2 separate regions of the Macaca mulatta genome follow, and region 1 is linked to region 2. A link is a contact called in public Hi-C data. All regions are on one chromosome and are shown on one strand. Each heading gives the region's core, a stretch centred on a gene start, on an enhancer-like site or on the middle of the called end of the contact. The rest is flanking DNA. Distances are from core to core; before and after follow the strand shown. Region 1 holds the start of KAT2B (lysine acetyltransferase 2B). Region 2 holds the start of SGO1 (shugoshin 1).

What was found. A called contact is a pair of places that touch in the nucleus more often than the background predicts.
Region 1: a Hi-C map of liver shows a contact between it and region 2, with 2.9 times the contacts expected there. The contact joins the promoter of KAT2B here to the promoter of SGO1 in region 2. A contact is called at or near these places in 2 of 14 Hi-C or Micro-C datasets (fetal cortex germinal zone and liver).

Annotation. Positions count from the first base shown.
Region 1 is chr2:28,520,853-28,527,401 of T2T-MMU8v2.0, reverse strand. KAT2B (lysine acetyltransferase 2B) reads left to right here and starts at 2,171. Exons shown (of 17, transcript XM_028843649.2): 1 at 2,171-2,505. The coding sequence starts at 2,203.
Region 2 is chr2:28,370,877-28,377,658 of T2T-MMU8v2.0, reverse strand. It overlaps SGO1 (shugoshin 1), which reads right to left and starts at 2,047. Exons shown (of 8, transcript XM_077994150.1): 1 at 762-2,047.

The sequences.
Region 1 (6,549 bases), core at 922-3,421, 150 kb before region 2:
TTACTGTGAAAATTTTCAAACATACAGAAAAGTCGAAAGAATTGCGCAGTGTGCCCATTACCTAGACTCTACTATTATATGGTCCCCTATTTGCTTTATCGTATCTCTGTTCATCCACCCTTTACCCATGCATAGAGGCATCCATACATCTTATTTTTGACGCATCTCAAAGTACAAAGAGCACCATTAAATAGAGTTCAATGCTTGTAATTCTTTTCTTTTTTAAAAAAATTTTGAGGCAACATTTACATCCAGTGAAATGTACAAATCTCAAGTGGACCATTCCATCAGTTTGACAAACGCCTACAAGGTAGAACCCAAGCTCTTATTAGTATTTGTTAAATCCATGTTAGAGTTTGATCAGAGAAGCACAGCCTTTAAGACTCTCACCCTGCTTTGAGGAGAATGGCAAAAATCTGCGAAATTTCTCAGCAGAGTCAGGAGAGAGTACCACTGGTAACGTGAAGCACGTCAAGCTAAGAAAGGAAGCACTGAAGTTAATTGTCCTGAACGGAACCTGATAAGAATCTGCCATTTCATCCCCTCAAGACTGGACTCAAGTTGGGAGAGAATATTGCCTTTTGCCCTGTCTAAACTAATATCACTGTTTAGATCTACAAAGTCCCCCACCTTCCCATGTTTATGTATTACACTGCATTACAAGTCAAAATAACACAGAGAATCTGGAAAAAGGAGAAGGGGAATGTTTCCAACGAAAAGCACACCCCTTAAGGCGTCTGGCCTGAGAGCTATATAGCATGCATAAAATCTGATAATAAGCACATTATGACCCACATTGCATATAACAAAAAGTAGGGCACTTCTGAAGGGTCCTGAGAAACAGCCCTGGACTTTTAAAACCTGCTTTAAGAAGGCGATCAACCGTACGCCACTTTCAAACGCAGCACTGACATGTATGCTCCACAGTCATCAACAGAGAAAACAACAGTTTTCAACAAGAGTTGAAAACTGAGTTGAGGGTTTTTTTTTTTCTTTTTTTTTTTTTTTTAAGTTTGAGGCCAAAATCGGTATTTATTCTTTTGAATGATGCTTATATCTTTTTCCTGGTTAATATGCACGCTGGTGGTACAATTTTGAAAACTACGTAACGTGATAGAACCACCACCCAGAAACGAGTCCTGTTAACAAACTTTTTGTATTCAAACTTTTTCCACTGCACATAGTTTTTATTTTGACAATGCTTTTAGACAATCGTTCTTTTAGCAACCAGCACTTTCAAACAAAAAGTACAGGGAATAGTAAGTTTTTTCCCCCTCCTCTGGCAGATTTGACCCACAAATTGCTATAGGAAGAAAGTGTTAATTATATTAAAACATAGTTTGACAGAAAGTATTTAAAAAGAGAAAGGGAAAACATCACGCTTTTATTTTGGTGAATTAGCAACAAAGAAAAGGATTAGCATGGACGGGTACTTTTCAAAAATATTTTTTTTTTCCTCTGGCTCCCGCTAGGGTGGAGGAAGTTGTCTCTGCTCAGAGACAGGGTGGAAGAGAGTGGAAGGACAAATGACTGAGAGGCGGCCCCCTCCCACTGGTGCGGGCGTGCGGGGGTCGGATGGGGGGCCGCGGAGGGGGGAGGTGGCCAGCAGGTGCCTGGGCTCCAGTCCCCTACCCCCACCCTCGTCCCCACCCTCACCCACACCCAGGGATTGGCCTCGCCCCCTGGCGGGCGAGCAGTAGGTGTCGAGGCACTGGGGTGGGGGGTGCAAACCTCGCGGGCAGCGGAAAAGAAGCCGTGGGGGGCCTCCCGGCCCCGGCACACACTGCGAGGCTGGCACCCGCCCGCACGCACACCCAGTCCGCAGCCCCGAGGAACATGTCCGCAGCCAGGGCGCGGAGCAGAGTCCCGGGCAGGATAACCAAGGAAGGGCGTGTGCTGTGGCGGCGGTGGCAGCGGCAGCGGCAGCGGCAGCGGCAGCGGAGCCGCTAGTCCCCTCCCTCCTGGGGGAGCAGCTGCCGCCGCCGCCGCCGCCGCCACCATCAGCTCGCGGGGCCCGGCCGGAGCTAGCCCGGCGAGCGGCGCGCGAGGGGGAGGGCGGGGGCGGGGAGGGGGGTGGGCGAAGGGGGCGGGAGGGCGTGGGGGGAGGGTCTCGCTCTCCCGACGACCAGAGCCCGAGAGGGAGACCCTGGCGGCGGCGGCGGCGCCTGACACTCGGCGCCTCCTGCCGTGCTCCGGGGCGGCATGTCCGAGGCTGGCGGGGCCGGGCCGGGCGGCTGCGGGGCAGGAGCCGGGGCAGGGGCCGGGCCCGGGGCGCTGCCCCCGCAGCCCGTGGTGCTGCCGCCCGCGCCCCCGCAGGGCTCCCCCTGCGCCGCTGCTGCCGGGGGCTCGGGCGCCTGCGGTCCGGCAACGGCAGTGGCTGCAGCGGGCACGGCCGAAGGACCGGGAGGCGGTGGCTCGGCCCGAATCGCCGTGAAGAAGGCGCAACTACGCTCCGCTCCGCGGGCCAAGAAACTGGAGAAACTCGGAGTGTACTCCGCCTGCAAGGTACGCGCTCGCCGTTCTCGGACCGCGGATGGGTGCTAGGGGCCCAGCCCGCGGGACCCCCCTCCCCCTCCCGCTTCCACCTCCGCCTCCCGCCTTCTGCCTTCTGCCTCTCGCCTCCCGCCTCCCGCCTGGGGCCGCTGCACCGCGGAAGTGCTCTTGTCGCCCGAGCCCAATTAGCTTCTTCTTGGATAAGAGTCCTGCTGGGTTTGAAGAAGGGGATCACTAAGACGGAGAGCCCTTCATTCCTTCCGCTTGAAAGGAGTAGCTTCGGAATCCGAGCTCCCGGGCTACTCTGGGGTTTTGTTGCTCTGTAGGAGCTCGCTGGAGTCACTTTCGCGGGAGTGGAGCGGTGCTCTCCATGTGGTGGGCGACCCAGGGGCAGGGAAACATCTTTTGGGGGACTGAGTGGTCCCTTCTGCAGTCGATCCCTTCCCGTGTCCCACTGGGAGGAACTGGGTGCAAGGAGTCGGGGTGGAGAAGACTCCCGGACTCCTGGCGCTTTGGGAAAGCGAAGGGGAGGAAAGCGCGGGGTGCGAAGGTGGGCAGAGCCCGAGGCGAGGGTCTTGTGGCGCCTGACGCCCTCGGCTGGGGGCGGAGGCGCTGCCGCGCGCAGTGACAGCCCTGTCATTATTGTATTATTACTTGTTTAGTTAAAACGCTGTCCCAGCTGCTCGAGGTGTAAACAGGATTTGGCAAGGTGACAGCCCAGCGCCGCGGACGCTACTGCTTGGTTTGAGGACACCCATTTCTTGCTACCCACTCTCCGTGCCAGTTTAGGCACCCTGTCATCCCCAGCTGCAGATCCAGATGTGGGGGCCGTGCTCCCGAGGTGGGAGGATTGCCCGAGGCCGCGGGGCAGGCTGGCCCTGCGCTGTCAGCAGCGGCTTTGTTTTGACAGGGTGACAGCTGAGGGGGGCGGGGACTTGGCCTTGTCAGCTCCTGCGGCCTGTGGCAGAGGCAGGGAAGAGACACACTCACACACACTCACACACCTCCCTGTATTCTTCCTGCCTGCTGCAAAGAGGGTCAAGTTCCCAGATTCCGGATTCCCAATTCCCACAACCAAGCTGCAGTGGCCACTTCTGAATTTTGATATAACTATTATTTATTCTACTGGAACATCTGGGTTATACTCTTCTTAGTACTTACAGGAGCTTCTTAGTCACAATGGAATGTCTGTGCTTGCTCTTTTTCCACACCGTATCCTCATGTTTATGTTGAGCACCTCTGTATCCTATACTGGTTCGATAAATATTTGTTGAGTGAATGTGGGATCTAGCCCAGTGCTCCTCAAACTTTCATGTGCATGGGAATCTCCTGGGGAAGCTGGTTAAAATGCTGATTCTGAATCAGGTGGTCTGAGGTGGAAGCTAAGAGTTTGCATTTCTGACGAACTCCCAAGTGGCACTACGCTAGTCCACAGACCACATTCCAATTCAGACCTGGACAGTATATTATTTGTCCCCGTTGAATTTAGCAGAAAAGACAGAAACAAATAATAATGCCGTGTGGTTATTTCTGAAGAAGGAATGCAAAAAAGATGAAGTGGGGAGTGTGCTTTTTGAAAGGTGCAAGCCCAGGAGTTGATCATGAAGGGCATTAGATGAATGAGAACAGGCCACTGACTGTAGTAGGCAGAAGGGAGAGCTAGGTACAGAATTAAGAACAAGGTCGTGAGTTCAGGGCATACTGCTTGGGTGATGGATACACCAAAATCTCACAGATCACCACTCAAGAATTTATGTAATCAAACACCACCTGTTCCCCCAAAACCTATGAAAAAAAAAAAAGCAAGGTCAATTACTTGGTGGCCTTGGCGTTTTGCAGCCAAAGTGGGCTCATGCAGGAACTGTGTCAACTCAGTGTTTCTGTCCTGGCTTTATTTTAACATTTGTTTATTGGGTTATCATTACCAGCACCTCTTAAAGACTTCCTGCTGCCTGCTGTAGCTTTAATATCTGAAAACTTTCCTGAAGTTTTGGTTTTGTCTAAAACCATGAGCATATGTGGCCTGCATTGATGTTTTTGATCTTTTCAAATTTCCATGGGTGAGATGTAGCACCACTTCCAAAGTTTGAGATTTGAGTGTTTTCTGGTCACTTTCATGACCAAACAAGAGAAATAGAAAATTTATTTTAAGGCCTTTTTTTTTTTTTTTTTTTTTTGAAACAGGGTCTCACACTGCCTGCAGGCTGGAGTGCAGTGGCATGATTGTAGCTCACTGCAGACTCAATCTCCCTGGGCTCAGGTGATCCTCCTACATCAGCCTCCTGACTAGCTGGGGCTACAGGCATGCACCAGTACACTATTATTATTATTTTTTTTATTCTTTGTAGAGACAGGGTTTCACCTTGTTGCCCAGGCTGTTCTCGAACTCCTGAGCCCAAGCACTTTGCCCGCCTTGGCTTCCCAAAGTGCTGGGATTATAGGCATGAGACACCATGCCCGGCTGAAAGTGTTCATTTTTATGTGTCCATTCATTCAGTAAATATTTGGAGGGTTACCAACTGGGTGTCAGGCATTGTGCTAGGTGCTGGGCCTATGACACACAGAATTTGTCCTTCAGGAGTTACTTACTGTGTGTGTGCACAAGTGCATGTGTGTGCATGCATGTGTTGGGGCCTAGGGAGGAGGGCAGTGAACCAGAATTACAGAGAAGTTCAGAAAAACTACTTTCTTGGAGTACTTGCGGACCCAGAGCAGGACAATTCATAGACTGGGGCACTGGTAGGGTGGGATTGCCTTCCTGGAGGAAGTGTCAGTGGCTGCTAAGAACTCTTGGCAGGGCAGAGTGGGGTGGGGTGAAGCTTCTTGTAGTGGAGAAACTGAAAGCAGTTCTGGAAGCTTGGAGGTGGACCAACTCCAGCCAGACCTTTGTTGCCTAGGGCCACCTGGTTGGGGGTGAGGGGTACGTGGCCAAGAGGGCACTGAGGAGTGCAGGAATCTTAACCTGGGGAGTGACACTATCTCAGATTTGCTTTAAAAAAAAAAAAATTAACTGGGCTCGATTGGATAATAGGGAGGGTAAGAGAGCAGAATCTGTGGTTCTCTCTTGGCTTGTTTCTGCACTTACTATGAGCAAGCCCGAAAGGACAGATTGCTCTACCTTTGCCACAGGCCCCTTGGCAAGTTAGATTAGAGAGATTAGAGAATGAGGAGGGATCTAGAAAGAGATAAGGTAGTTTGCTGGGGGGCTTTTGAAAGAAAAACAGGTCCCAGGCCTGATATAAATCTGGCCTTTAAACTTCACAAACAAAACCAAAAAAGAAGGGAGCTAACTCAGCCAGGGTGATGTGCCACACCCCAGAGAAAAGAAAAAGGAAAAAAAAAAAAAAAAAACAAAAGAAAGAAAGAAAAAGAAAAGAAACAAACAAACTTGTTTTGCAGGATCCAGATCTTTGAACTGTGTCCTGGTAAAGGTTGCTTCAGAGTCATTTTGCTTATGTGTGGCACAGCCAGAGTGATCATTAAAAATGTAGATCTAGGCCAGGCGCAGTGGCTCATACCTGTAATCCCAGCACTTTAGGAGGCTGAGGCGGGAGGATCACTTGAGTCCAGGAGTTTGAGGCCAGCCTGGGTAATATAGTGAGACTTCGTCTCTACAAAAAATAAAAAATTAGCCAGGAGTGGTGGCAGAGGTTGCAGTGAGCTGTGATTGCGCCACTGTACTCCAGCCTGGGTGACTGAGCGAGATTCTGTCTCAAAAAAAAAAAAAAAAAAAAGTAGATCTGACCATGTTATACCCCAATTTCAGGCCCTATAATTTCTCTTTATTGTGGTCCAGAAGGCCCTGCATGGCCCGGCTACTGCTGTCTGTGGCTCCTTTTCAAGGCTTCAGGCACATGGTTTCCTTTCACCTAGTAAGGGGTGAGGTGGGGTGAGGGGCTTTGCACATGCTGTTCCCTGGGACTGGAAGCTCTTCTTTCCACACTTGAAAATTAGCTCCCAACTCTTCCTACAGAACTCAGATTCCTTGCCTTTCCTTTACCCTCCTGAGCAGCCTTCCCATTAGAAATTATCCAAATTCATCTGTACTCTTTCTGG
Region 2 (6,782 bases), core at 798-3,297:
CAGAGCCCGAGCTTTCGGCCACCGAATTTAGAACGGTATTGAGAACCCAAGGGAAGTCAAACACGGATCACTACGCCCTTGTTTCCCACCTTAAAACCTACTTCCTCCTCCTTCAGGAGGCGGAAAGCCGAGGGGAGGTGGGGCTGGTCCAGAACCATACCTTGGCCACTACTTCTGCAAGAGCTATCTTCCTCCTTCTCACATTTCAAGGCTCTTCGAGGCTCTCTCGCGCGAGCCACGCGCAAAGAGCCCTCCAGGACCGTACCCAGTCGCCTGGAACTACCGTCGCCACATTCGAAATTTTCCGCCTCGTTCCTCCATTGGTTGGCTGGGAGGCGGTCACGTGCACCCAACACCAACCGGCGCTGGCAGAGTCCCGCCCCGCCAGGTGACGTCACGCGGCTCAAACTCGCTCACGTCCACATCCGGGCATCCATCGGGCCCGGGGGCGGAGCTGGTGGTCGGGTCGCGGCGACCTGCCGGGACCTTTTCCTCAGAGATGTGGGGATTTTGCGGGTGGAGTCACTCCGAAACCTTTAAGACGGGGTGTGATCGGTAGTCCAGAGCTTCCTGTTTCTTCAGTCTGACAGCTTCCAGTGTCCCAGGTTGTGCTCAAAGCCTTCCTCCTGTGAGAAGAATCTCTTTGGTTGCCTGTTAAAGCGGTCAGCCAGCTTGCAACACGGAAGCAGCTTTTAGGGGAATTAAAACCAAAGCAAGGAGCAAATTCTGGATTAAAGAGGTATTAGGGAAACTGCAGATACCTGAAAATTGGAGCTCCATGTTTCTCTTTGCCGGCTACCTCTGGCTCTTTAACGCTTCTCGAGAAATGGCACCAACATCCATCCAGTTACCGACTAGAAGCCTGATAAATCATCCTTAATGATTCTTTATCCTCTCTTAACCTTTGCCCGTCCAGTCAGTCACACGGTCTTCTCAACTCTACTTTCCAAGTTTCTCTCATGCCCACTTTTTTCCCCCCAATCCAGCTTCCAGCCTAATCTTATTCCCAAAATGGCACTAGTACCCACTCTGACCGCAGATTCTACTCCCTATATTCTTCATAGAGTAATATTTTTACAAAACAAGTATCAAATAGGAAACTTGACAGTGGCTCCCTGTTGCATTTAAGGTGAAGTTCAGACTCCTTTAACATATTTTGTCCTTAAAGAGCCCCACGATTCCTGGTTCCACCACTTGTACATTTTCTTAAGATTCTTGCCCCTTTTGCCAATACCGTTCTGTCAAGAACATTCTTTCCCTTGGCCTGACTTTCTCGTATGTGTACTGAAGTTTCACTGTACAGATTAATTCTTCCAGAAAGACTTATCTGACCCTAAAGCCCCTTAGTATCTGTTTTACACTTTCTTAGTGCCCTGCATTTTTGGAGTATTCCTTGTGACACTGACTTGTCGTTCATTGCCTGTTTCTTGAAGTTGAATAAGGGCAGGAACTACATCTGCTTTATCGATAGCTAAATTGTCAGCATCTCGTTGCAATTTGAAGTAGGTAGTAAATATTCACTGGGACAATAAAGGAACAAATGAAAACGTAGCAAATGCTTTGAATCTAGGCATTCTTTATGAAGGTATGTTGTGTTTTTTAAAGGTAGCTAACACGTGCTTGCTCTAATCTAGGGACCGGTCCTAGCTTGAGTGGAAGAGGCTGAAACACCCTTCTCCAGCCAACAACTCCCTTGTTTTCCAAGTTAACCAGACCAACTCCATTAATCCTCAGTTTACTGCCACTGGGCAATGTGGCTTATATGTGCAGAAGCATCAAGAAGGAATGGGCAGAGAGCTTTTTTGTTGTTTGAGGTCAGAAGAGTATGAAGTGGAAAGTGAGAGCAGAGAGTAGGGCCAGCTTTATCAGCAGGCAACCGGTGCTTAGAAGGGCTGTGCATTTGGTTTAATGCTCTGCTGTGGCCATCTTGAAATGCTTAGTAGTTTATATTTGAACTTATGTTTTGTAAGTTATGTCTGATGAGGCAATGGAGCAATCTTGTGAGCAGATGTGATTCATGCAATGCGTGTCTGTCACTGTTTTTTTGTCCCATGTCATACAGTGTTCAGGATGCTCACTAAATGGCTTCCATGAACCACTTATTTTGTAGTTAGGGACCTAAGTACAAAGTGCTCAGAAGGACTCACCCTTGCCGTCTTGAAATTATTATTATTTTCTTTGAGACGGAGTTTTGCTCTGTCTCCCAGGTTGGAGTGCAGTGACACGATCTCTGCTCACTGCAGTCTCCACCTCCCAGGTTCAAGCAGTTCTCCTGCCCCAGCCTCCCAGGTAGCTGGGATTACAGGTACCCACCACCACGCCCCGCTAATTTTTGTATTTTTTTGTAGAGACAGGGTTTTGCCATGTTGCGTAGACTGGTCTCAAACTCCTGAGCTCTAGTGATTCGCCTGCCTCAGCCTCCCAAAGTGGGATTACTGGCTAAGCCACCATGCCCAACCAACCTTATTATATTTGCTAACCACTTACACTAAAAGTGATGGCGTGAAAGGAAAAGGAAAGGTAAGACATTCCACAATTCCTTTTCTTTTCAATCTTTCTCTACTTATCGGTAAGCTGAAGGTTTTTGTCTTGCATTTTTAGCAAGGAGCGTCATGTTTTCATTTCACATCGACCCACAGAGATTATATAGTTGGCCCTGACCAAAGGCTTGGAGGTTCTGACTTTTTGAGGGGTGTCTTCCCCGTTCCCAATTTAAAAATGGATCAGACTTCAAATCAAGTGTTTATTATAGAGCGTTAAAGAATAGAAATGGCTGAATTTAGGGGCAGTGAGGGAAAATACCACCGGAGTCCTAGCATGAATAACTTTCGTACATCAAAATGTTCTACTGCCGCTGATTTTAGGGAACTAAATTCCTGTTGGAATCAACAGCTCTTTTAAAATATTGTGGAAACTACAGCTGTTCCCAAGAAGAGTGCACATATTCCTTTTTGAACAAAAATAGGCATATTTCAAAGAGTGCTAAATGGTGGACTGGAGTTTGAACCCAGGAAGCCTGGCTCCAAAGTCCATGCTATTAACAACTAGACTATGTTCTGCTACTTCTCCCTTTTATTATATCACAGTGGTACCCAGCCTAATTCAGAGATAATCCATAGTTTAATTATATCAGCAAAGTACAGTGTAGGAACATGTCATCTAGCTGACAAACTGAGAAGAACCTATGAAAGGGTACCCAATTAGTCAAAATTCTTTGTTTAATTTAGTAGATGTTTAGAATAGTTATGGCGTAATTCAAATAATTTTAACTTCTTAAAAATCTTGCTCTCAAATGACAGTGAATATTTGTAGCTGCATTACTATCAGGGTTTTTCAACATGTGAATGCATGTTATTTCTACTTTCGTTAATTTTAACTTTATGATATATATAAAATATAACGAGCACTCACATTCTCCCCTGCAAGTTCCTAAAATCCCAATAAAACTGGTTGTTACTAATCTTTAACTGCCTTGTTCCTAACATTTATTACTATGTGCAGATTTTATGATTTTTACTCGAAGTCCTGACCTCAGGTGATCCACCCGCCTCAGCCTTCCAGAGTGCTGGGATTACAGGCATGAGCCACCACACCCGACCTTTTTTTTTTGTTTGTTTTGTTTTTTTTTAGAGTCAAAGTCTCCCTCTGTTGCTCAAACTCCTGGCTTCAAGGTATCCTCCCACCTCAGCCTCCTACGTAGCTGGGATTATAGGCTCAAACCACACGCCTGGTTCTTTCACTTTCTTAATGGCGTACTTTGAAGCACAAAATTTTAAATTTCCATAACTTTATTGAAAATTTAATTCTCAATTATTATTGATTTATTTATTTGCTGTTCCTTGTGGTTTTGATGTCATCTCTCAGAAGTCATTGACTAATACAAAGTTACAAAGATTTATATCTATATTTTCTTTTAACAGTTTTGTAGTTTTACTTCTTACATTTAGGCCCTTGTGGTTTATCTACACTGTGGTAGTGGATATATAAGCCTACACAGGCAATAATATAACTTACACACACACACACATACACACATACACACAACACACAAAACAGATGGATGCTGGTCAAACTGAGGAAATCTAAGATTTCAATGTCAATATCCTGGCTATTATATGATAGTTTTGCAAAATGTTACCTATAGGGTAAATTGGGCAAAGTGTGAGGGGGATTTCTTAGTATTATTTTTTACAGTTACATGAGAATCTAAAATTAGTTCAATAAAAATTTTAATTAAGAATAATAGTCTGTGGAAATTGCTACTTTTCCTTTTCTTTATGTTATACAAATTGTGGGTAGTCACCTTTTGAATTTTTTTTTTTTTTCATCTGAAAGAAGGGGAATACTGGAGTAATTATTGCCAGGCAAATTAAGAGCATTGTGTGGGTATAGATAATTCTTGTCTTTAAAAATAAACAACAAGCATATAATAGTTTTGGTGTTAATTCTAAATATATACCTAGCACTGTTTTAACATATAGTACTGATTTTGATTTCTACCAATTGCTTTATCACAATGGCATACGTAAGTGCAAATTTGGTAGGGAGGAATAATTTTAGGTGGACCAATAACTTATACAAGTAATCATATGTTGTAGTATATTATGCTTAACGTAAAATAAGAAGTAAATAAAGACACAGATGATCTAATTACTTCTTTAAATTTATGAGTTTTCTGGTATATAAACACATATAGAAGGGTATACCATAATCCTCTACGTAGATAACTTTTGCTGACATTATTAAAAATCAGGTAATCATTTATTTACCTATTAGCATATAATAAACATACATAGATCTAGCAAGAAAAATTGTGAAAAATTTTAAAGTAGTTAAAAAATATTACTATGTATCATCTTGAGTGTGCTCTTCCAGCTTATCTCAGCCTTTCATTGTTTTGGAGCTATTTTACAACTTTATATATTGTAGAAAATTGGTAATAATGCAAATGATTTTTTTGTCCATAGAAATGCAGATGATTGTGTCCACTAGAATTCAATTAATTATTTTCCTGAGGATAGATCTATTTTTCAGCTATTTACAAATTCATTTTAGCATTCCTGATTTTCCGTATTCACATGATTCTTAGAATTCTCCTTTGAACTGGTTATAACATCTTACTGATTTTCTCAATAACTGATGAGTTAAATCAAATTCTGACATCAATTCATTTTAATTTGTATGAGTCATGATTTTACCTCTAAAAAAATCCTTTAATAGATGGCTACAACATTCAAACAGTACAAAATAGAATAAAATGAAAAGTGAAAATCTTCTTCCCAGCTAGTGTCATCTTCATGAGCCTTACAGTCCCATGGTGAAGACAGATGTTTATCCGAGAATGTAAGATAAATATAAAATTGTAATTCTGATAAATGTGATGAAAAAGAGGAACACAGTACTGCGAGAGCGTATGTAACAGGGTAACAACTTAGCCAGGGGGATCTGGGAAGTCTTCTCTGAAATAATAACAAGTGGCCTGAGATGTGACTATAGGTAGGGAGAACCATTATTTATTAATATAAAATGAGACCCAATTGCTTCCTCCATTAATGCTTGGTGATAGATTGTAGGCATAAAAAAAAAAAGTACCTGGGTTGGTGCAGGCCTGGGAGAGAAGGACAGAGGGTAATTTTAGGGTATTGGCAAGAATATTACTGAAATAATGGTTCATGGAATTTAAGATGGGTAAGTAAGCAAGTGAAAAAAAAAAAGCTGGTGGGTGGTTAGGACTAATGACTTGAAAGAAAATAGAAGTATTCATAAACTTGAAGTTCTGATAAAGTTGACAATACAAATTAGAAAGAAAGTCTATTATTAGAAGAGCCTGGGTTGTCTGAAATAGAAAATTTTGAGGAGGAGCAGTTACAGAAAATGAAAAGTTCAAGGTGTCCCATTGGAGTGGGTGAGGAGGGTAAAAAGAAGGACATTGGAGATGAAGAAGACAAGGATCTAGGAGGTCATTTATTTGATTGCTTGCCTGTATGGACACTGAAGTCCCCTGGCATTTATGACAGGGATTGATGGTGAGTCACTTGCCAAGTCACAGCTGAATGTGGTGAGTGACTTGAAAGAGTTATAAACAGGAAAAGGTAAGGGGAGGACTAACGGCCTGGAAGAGGTCCAAAGGTCCAAGGAATGAATCTACCACCACCTGAGAGGGCTACAGGGCCCGGAGCGCCATTGGGAAAAATCTCAAATTAAGTTGATTCAAGCTGTCCTTTTATTTTCCTGTAAACTGCTTGTGTGTGTCTCTGTCTATTTAAAAGTGGACTGTTTGTCTTTTTCTTACTGACTTTTTTACTAGCTCTTAGTAAATTAAGGAAATTAGCTATTTGTCTGACATCCATGTACATTACAAATAATTTTTCCCATTAGTTGTCTTGGACTTTGTTTATGGTATTTTGCCATGTAGCAGTTTTAAATATTTATGAACTGGTTATATCAATCTTTCATTTTTGTGCTTCTGGATTTGTGTTTCTGGGTTTCTGCTCATAAAGACCTTTCCCCTCTAATAGTATAAATAATTCCACTTGTGATTTGTTCTAGAAATTTGATGGATTCACTTTAATAGTCAAATCTTTGCTCTACCTGGAATTCAATTTGGTATAAAAGTGAGAAGGGATTTAGCTTACTTTTTCTTTTCCAGGTGTGTGTTCATTTGTTCCAACACCAATTCTCTACTGGTATGAAATCTCACACTTGTCATAATAAAATTCCAGTATGTATTTGCATCTATATTAGAAGAAAAAAAGGTTAATATGAGACTGCATGATATAATC